2 separate regions of the Triticum aestivum genome follow, and region 2 is linked to region 1. The links are chromatin contacts, called in public Hi-C maps. All regions are on one chromosome and are shown on one strand. The core of a region is the stretch at or near the end of the contact, and the rest is flanking DNA. Distances in the headings are between cores, read along the strand shown. Region 1 holds the start of LOC123056764. Region 2 holds the start of LOC123060242 (probable uridine nucleosidase 2).

Region 1 (4,022 bases), core at 1,067-3,566:
CCTACTGAAAGTAACATCCTCTCTGGTGGTAAACCTGGTATGTTTGCTATCAGAAAAAGACTTCCTTTCAGTTTTCCTTTAAAAAAAAGACATACTTCCTTTGAGCTTGTCAAACTTATGTTCTTTGCCTTATAACTGTTATCCGCTTGTGTAGGCCCACATAAGATTCAAGGCATTGGAGCAGGATTTGTTCCTAGGAATTTGGACAGTGATGTTCTCAATGAAGTAATTGAGGTCAGAGTTTTTCCTATCCGTCAGTATGTTTCACCTTTTTTAGAATAAAAGAAAGACATGAAGGTTGTAATTTCTTTCTTGAATTCAGCTGAACTGTGCCAGTTATTCCATTTCACTGTATTTTCTTAACGTCTCACCATAGGCTGATAGTTCTGTTATGCTAGTTCTACGTAGTTATACAAGTACATTCCATATGCTAGTTCTATTGTGGTTACGTCTTCAGTCATGTGGATGTTGTCCTTGCATGAGTGGATCATCCCTCCTTTTGCTCTGCTTGGTACAATGCAAATGTTAGGGTTGTGTGGTACTACTTTCTTAGGACTATTACTGCAGGGATTTCTTTTCTTATAGTTATATCTAACCACACGTTCTGCTTATGTTCTAGATATCAAGCGATGAGGCTGTTGAGACAGCAAAGAAGTTGGCTCTTCAGGAAGGATTGCTGGTATTGTAATTTCACATGTTGATGCAATTTTTCTGTGTTCCATACATTGATCCGGCGTTCTTTTTGAGATATCGTCCTCTAGTTGCAAACGTTCATATGCTTAAAAAAGCAGGCGAATCATGACTCGCATCATGCTACTCTGTTTTTTCCCTTGCTTGCTATTTAAGTGTAAGCACCTGGCGGTCTTCTCTGTAGATCTAGACTAGAAATAGTGGGTTTCTGGTAGGCAACATGTTTGAGCCAGTTTATCTGTTCATTTCTCCCATCATAGCGTTGCTAAATGTACGATGCATCCCAGTACAAATTTTCTATGGTGCATCATAGTGCCAGTTAGAGTTGTGGAGACAGACTTTGTAATCAAAAGGTTTTAGGCTCAGTAGAACTAAAACTGAGTACATGAGGTACAGTTTCAGTACTACTGTGCATGAGGAGGAGGAGGAGGTTAGCCGGTGGGCAGGTGGTACCTCAGAAGGACAGTTGTTGATGTTGTTTTCTTGTTGCATCGCATCCACATAATCTCATGTGGGGCCAGGGTGTAGGAGACCACCACATAATCTCATTGTTGCGAAAATCATGAACCATCTGTTCATATATGTTTGGCTGTTCTGTTTCTCATATGCAGTGGTTAATAAGTACGAGTAGTAGTAGGATCCTGCATTTTTTGTTTCTCCCACCCGTCAGTCGTCTATGAATCAGAGATCAGCAAACCTGAACCTATATACGAATGTATGTTGTGCAGGTCGGGATCTCATCTGGGGCAGCCGCGGCCGCTGCCATTAAGGTTGCCCAGAGACCAGAGAACGCAGGGAAGCTGATAGTGGTAAATACCGCTAATCTTACAACAACACATAATTCTAGCTCATAGAATTCTTCTCTTGAAAACATCCAATGGCGATCGACGCTGACATTGTTGTTTGCTTTGTGTGCGCAACAAACAGGTGGTGTTCCCGAGCTTCGGCGAGAGGTACCTGTCATCAGTCCTGTTCCAGTCCATCAGAGAAGAGTGCGAGAAGATGGAGGCCGAAGCGTGAGGACCATTTCCACGCTTGGCGAAGAAGCTTTTCTGCTCCGTCTTCCTCTCCGTCGAACCGAATAAGAATAAGGCGGCATGGAAACGAACGAACGGTTGACCTACGCCCGTCGCTCACATTTTGTTGGTATTGATTGATATGATGATGACACGCATGGTTGTTAGGAAACAATTACATCTCTTTTTTGGATGAGCAACGCTCACTCACTCGCTCAAAGCAGAAATCAGGCAGCCTGTGTACATTGAAATTTGAAAATGTTTGTGTTTGGTGTTTTTTCTGAGCTGGGGTTATCTCGAGGTTCGATGCTGTTTGTAATTTAATTGTTTTGTTTGTAGGCTCGGTGACATAATAGTAAGGAAAAATAATAATATCAGTGTTTTTTTTCTCAATTTGCAGTGTAATACGTAATAAATAAAACGAATTACTAATAATAAATAAAGTAAAGTAATACTAATAGGAAAATAAAAAATAATAAGTGATGGAGAAATTCAGTTTCCATTTTTTGTTCTTGGTGGCACTCATTTTCTTGGGTCGTTGGCACGTAGACAAGGTAGGAAAGCGAGGAAGCGAGTGAGAAGAGGAGAGGAGACGAATGATGAGCAGTTGCAGTTAGGTTGGTTCGTTGCTTCCACCCCCCTCCCCTCCCCTCTCCCACCCACGACTCCTCGAGCCAAGCAACCGCGGCGCCGAGAGCCCCAGACCGACGGACGGAGACCAAGCCGGAAAAGAAAGCCAGCCACAGGCGGCGGATCCCTGACTCGCCGACGAGACCCAGAGAGAACCCTACCTACTCCATCCATTGCCTAAGGCCAGGAGCGGGGCGGGGCGGAGGGGAGCTGAGCCGTCGACTCGACTCGACTCTGCTCCAGCAGGCAGCAAGGTCGGCGATTCGGATCCCCCGCCGGCGATTCTTGCGATTCGCGCGCGCCGGAGATCCGGATTCCCCTCGCCCCTGCCGCGCCGCCGTACAGAGGAGGGGAGGAGGGGAAGGGGGCGGAGGATCCATGTCCCAGCCGCACAGGCGCAGCACCGGGAACGGCGGGGCGGTCTCAGGCGCGGGCGGGGGAGGGGACTACATCAAGTCATGGATCATGTGCGGCAACCTGCAGCGCAGCTTCGGCTCCCTCGTCCGCGAGCCCTGCGGCCTCAACCCGGACCCCTACTACCTCAAGGTCCCCTTCCGCCTCCTCCTTCAACTACACATCTCCCTGTCGCCTGTACGCCAATGCCGTCAGGATGACCAATCCTCATTGTCAATGCTAAGCATCGCCACTCCTCTAAATATAGCTTAGGCACTCTTCTTTGCAGTCGGCGCAAGCACACAGCATACTGCATAGACTCTGTATCGATACCTACCGGCTACCGCACCAGAACCAGAGTCTCTATGGCATTGTCAGCTGTGCGCAGCTTGATTCATATTCAGCTTTTTTGCCACGACTCATGTAGTCATGTTTTGCATTCTTTCTTTCTAACTCTATCTGCGATTCTACAGGGGGGCAAAATGCTCAGGCCAGAGAAATGGAACGCGTGTTTCGACACCGACGGAAAGGTCATCGGCTTCCGTAAGGCCCTCAAGTTCATTGTCTTAGGGGTGAGTGGACTCGTAGTATTCCTTTAGTGCTTCAAAGACTTAGTTTTCATCTCCTTGTAGACATGTCTGTTATTCCTTTTACGAGCCTTCAGGCATCACCTTCAATGCATGATAAGAAATCGTGTTGCGATGCTTTATTATGCCCCAGGAAAATTATATTAAAGCTGTATTCTGTATCAGAACCCAGGAAATATCAGTTACTTCATACGTTGACCGCACCTTAGACAGTTCATTTGACATTAGATGCACCATTCATCTCCTTATCAGAAATTTAGATTAACTATGCTCATTGTAGTAATTTTCCCTTAAATGCCGATCTGATTACTCTAGCTGATTGTTAAATTTACACCATGAGATGAATGAATCAGATTACTTTCTTGGGCTAGTGCTGTCCTTTGATGTAAACAATGGGGAAAAAGAATCATGTTCCTTCAAAGCAACTCCTGTGATGCACTGCTATTAATCTTTGTGTAGTAGGATTTTTTTTCATAAATAACCAAATGGACTGCCTACAACTGTTAATAATTTAAGCACAGAACACATTGGTTTTCTGCTCTTAAAGCAACCATTTACCTCTATTATTGATGTGCAGGGCATGGATCCCTCTATTCGAGCAGAAGTTTGGGAGTTTCTTCTTGGGTGCTATGCCTTAAGTAGCACAACAGAGTATAGGAGGAAACTAAGAGCCGCTCGAAGGTTTGATCCCTTTTTTCTGTTTTCC
Region 2 (4,022 bases), core at 617-3,116, 170 kb before region 1:
TGTCAATATCAAACATAGATTCATCCAACAAGAGGTGGTACATCTATGCAACCTAACTATCTGTAGTCATCCATGAAGACCAAGTGACAACTAAATTTAAATCATTCCGAGCGAACAAAGCACTCGGTGTCAAAATGGGTGCCTTCATTCTTCGAAAAGATATCTTCTAAGCTAGTATAGTTGGTAAAACAACTAGAACCGAACTCATGCCTTATGTTATTAACCAAAGGTTCACACTGTTGCTGTTAACCCCTGTATGATTAACTCAAGCAAAACATATGATATAATCACAAGGAAAGAAGAATATATCCCACTATATATGAAACCACAATTAGTATCATGTTGCTATTTTCAGCTCTGCTATATAACAAGGTCTCAAAAGTAACAAGATACAGAAACAACTCCGGACAGCAAGAGAATTACCAGAAAGGAGTACTTGGTGCGTAATGTTAATTCCGATGGCCAAAATATCCGCACCGCAGGTAAAAACTATATCAGCCGCATCAGGATCGCCAAATATCTGTTTAATCGAGATAACCAATTAACCAGTGAAGGCAAGATGATGAATTGTTGGAATTGCAGCTTGCAATTTGTAAATCAATGCTCTGAAAGAAGAAGCTGGTGACATAAAGTGTGTTGTTCTCTGAATTTGAAGGGAAACGTGACAGGACAACATCATCTAACAAGAATCTGATAGGACTAACTCACATTTGCCTCAGCTGCAGGGTTGACATTTCCATTAACTGAATATGCGCCACCCAGGATAATAATCTGCCCAATCTTCTTTGGGAAAGAGGGGTCAAGCTCGACAGCCAGCGCAAGGTTGGTGAGGGGTCCGAGGGCGACGACGGTGACCTGTCCGGGGTAGAGATTCGCCTGCTCGACAAGGAAGGCGGCGGCGGACTGGTCCAGCGCCTTGCCGGCCGGCGGAGGGAAGTTCTGGTTGCCGAGGCCATCGGAACCGTGGACGAAGCTAGCAATCCGTAGCTTGGTGGCTTTCTGAATTTTATTCACGGTGGAGCACACAGACATTCAGTTTCAGTTAACAGGGACTTCTTGACTGATGGAGATGTCAGCAATTAACTGAATGAGATGCTGTACACGCACATACATTTCATACATAATCTGATGAACTAAGGGTACCTTGATTGTTACATGGGATCCCTCTGCGACGGGGATGTCGGTCCTCCCAGCGGTCTCCAGCTGAAATCAAGCTAGAGATGGACTCGATTAGCATCAGAAAGATCCACTCATGAAAGCTGAAAGTCAAAATGCGAGCGAGGGAGTGGAGTGGGGTGGGGTGGACCGACGAGGTGCAGCGCGTTGCGGGTGGCGAGGGCGGTGTAGACGTTGCCGAAGATGGTGGTGAGTCCCACCACCTCCAGCTCCGGCGACCTGAGCGCCACGAAGATGGCCATGGCGTCATCTGCGGTTCGTCCATCCCCGGCGAATTCGCAATGCAAGATTCATAAGGAGGGGGATATGATGATAATAAATCGAGAAAAACAAGAGGAGGGATCGACAAAACAAGATTCGTAAGAACGGATGGGTGGATGCGGACCGATCCCTGGGTCGGTGTCGATGATGACCTTCTTCTTCTTGGTGACGGCGGCCATGGACATGGATCCCTGGATCGGATTCTTGGGGATCGGGGCAGCGCCGGTTGTGCAGGCGGATCGAGCGAGGTGGAGACGGAGATGGAGATGTGTACACGTCTCGCTCACAGGCAGTGATGCGGCTGGCTCAACTTGAGAGAGGGAAAGCGGCGCGGCCGACCTCTCCGGGCAGTAGTATATCCCAAAAGGAAAGGCTGTTGGAGATCCACGGGGCCCCAGCCGGCCAGCCCAGATCGATCCACCCATGACCCATGGTTCCGATGGGCAGCCTTGTCACCATCATTTCCCTGTTTCTAGAGCACCATACACCTTCTTTTAGAATAGGGGTACACGTCAGACATGCACAATCTAAGTAATTTTTTTTTCAAATGCTAACAGTCTTTTTCTCTTTAACATCAGTACAGACACAGACATTCATGTATACACATATACGCTCATATATACACATATACATTCACCCATATGAACGCACACACGCACACCCTACCCCGATGAGCATCTCGGAAAGACTGGGTCAGCATATCATCCTCGTAATCGACGAGAACGTCTTCTTTCACTGAACGCGTATCACCGAAAATTCTGAAATAAATTCAGGATAAATACAAGCAAGAAAACTTGAACCCTGAAGAGCTGGAATATCACTATTCACCTAATCATATAGGTTGGTTCTTCAAAGGCTAACAGTCTGACATCAGATTTTAAACATTTGGGATCAAACGTGTCGCGGGCCGCTAGATTGGATGCGCAAATCTTGATGCATGGGCTCCTGTCACGTCACTTTTTCAATTAATTCGCTCAGGGATTGTCACGGCGCGAACAAGCCTTATCCTCGGCAGCTTCGTTTCTATCCAACGAAAATCTCACCCGCTCCCCTTCTCCCCACCACCAGCGCGCCATCAAAGGAACTCGCCGCGCCATTCCTCCACCTCCCCTCAACTCTGGTACGTGGATCTCGCCATGCCTTTTCCCTCCACCTCCTCCCGACTGCATCACACCTCTGTTGCCTGAAACCCGCCGCCTCGATCAACCATCAGCATATCATAGGAGACTCATGGCCGCTAGCCACCATGCGTTGCATCTTGTCATTCTCCTCGTTATTCATCGGAAATTGCAGCGGAAAGAAGTGCATCTGCATAGGAGGCGCGCGACCTCTCCACAGGAACTCACTTGCGATGGCCTCCTCGGCCGCACAAACAGCGTTCGCTGCCTCTCATTGATGATGCCCTTCCTTTCCTGTACAGGATACTGTTGCTCATCAATTCTGGACTCCACATGAAGAGAAAAGGGACAAGGCCAAGGGTAATGTACCTATGGCTCCTTCCCGAAAGGCAAGGCCAATGGCGGAACTCCTTGGTCGCATTGCTAGCTTCCTTGTTCAGTCCCAGAAGGCCATCATCACTGTCTGCACTGTCAATGCAATAAATGTTGCTATCATGGAGTCATGTCATACAACGAGGGTCAACCAGCATAAGGCTCGTCTTCGTGCCTGAGGTGGGAGACCTATCGATGATGATCCTATCCCTCTAGCTCCTCCGATCCCTGAGTTTGGCTTCCCGACTGAGACCGACATCTTCTCACAGGGGGTCCCCGACGATGACAACATCGATGAGGAGTGATCATTTGGGTCTCATTAGTTTCCTTCACCCTTTTTGGTACTTGTTGTCAAAGGGGGAGAAGTGGTATGTTAGGCCTCGCGGGTGCTCGCATAGGTAGAGTCACATGCCTTGGTTTTTATTCGCTATGTAATTTATGAAAACAAGCATGCTTTAATTGCTATGTGATAATAATTCATTGTGCTAAGAGTTACAGAATCAAGAATGCTCAATTTACTATGTCAAAATGCCATTGTGTTATATGTTAAAAAGAACGAATGTTGCAACTGCTATGTCATTGACTCATTGTGCTATATGTTACAATGTCATTGTGTAGTTATAAATTATAAAATTGTTCCTATGAATATGTTAGAGGTTTAGCACGCATGCTTGTGTGTTACTCCTACATTATTATCTTTCATAGTCCTTTTATCTCCTCTCACCTTATTTGAATTTACCAGTACATATTTTACCTCTTACCTTATTACTTCTCATCTATTACGGACACATTCTGTCTTGATGACGAGAGTCGTTCATTTATAAAAAATATTATGTATGTGGCGCTACACAAAAGGATCTCATTGTTGGTTTCATTTGACAGTGTCAAGATTTCTTCCTATGAAGAACATCGACGAGACCAATATGATTTGCTCATATTTTCCCATCATCTACTTCTTGGAGATGCCAGTGAAGAAAGGATGATGTATTACTTTACCTGGAGTTATTGGATGAATTGTTTTGGCACACTAGTTTTGTTTTGGCACACTAGTTTATGAAGTGATTGGTGGTGTCTTGTAGAAGCCGCCACGTCTTC

The links. A called contact is a pair of places that touch in the nucleus more often than the background predicts.
Region 2: a Hi-C map of leaf shows a contact between it and region 1, with 6 times the contacts expected there. The contact joins the promoter of LOC123060242 here to the promoter of LOC123056764 in region 1. A contact is called at or near these places in 3 of 5 Hi-C or Micro-C datasets (all in leaf) and 1 of 1 datasets of contacts at active chromatin or transcription factors (leaf).

Annotation. Positions count from the first base shown.
Region 1 is chr3A:56,645,154-56,649,175 of IWGSC CS RefSeq v2.1, reverse strand. It overlaps LOC123056764, which reads left to right and starts at 2,316. Exons shown (of 12, transcript XM_044480041.1): 1 at 2,316-2,882; 2 at 3,203-3,301; 3 at 3,894-3,997. The coding sequence starts at 2,715. LOC123060240 (cysteine synthase) reads left to right here. Exons shown (of 10, transcript XM_044482845.1): 6 at 1-37; 7 at 155-234; 8 at 620-679; 9 at 1,419-1,499; 10 at 1,618-1,987. The coding sequence ends at 1,710.
Region 2 is chr3A:56,813,810-56,817,831 of IWGSC CS RefSeq v2.1, reverse strand. LOC123060242 (probable uridine nucleosidase 2) reads right to left here and starts at 1,866. Exons shown (of 7, transcript XM_044482847.1): 1 at 1,562-1,866; 2 at 1,311-1,426; 3 at 1,144-1,203; 4 at 709-999; 5 at 424-520. The coding sequence starts at 1,862. It overlaps LOC123060244 (a long non-coding RNA gene), which reads left to right and starts at 2,437. Exons shown (of 2, transcript XR_006427819.1): 1 at 2,437-2,557; 2 at 2,858-3,431.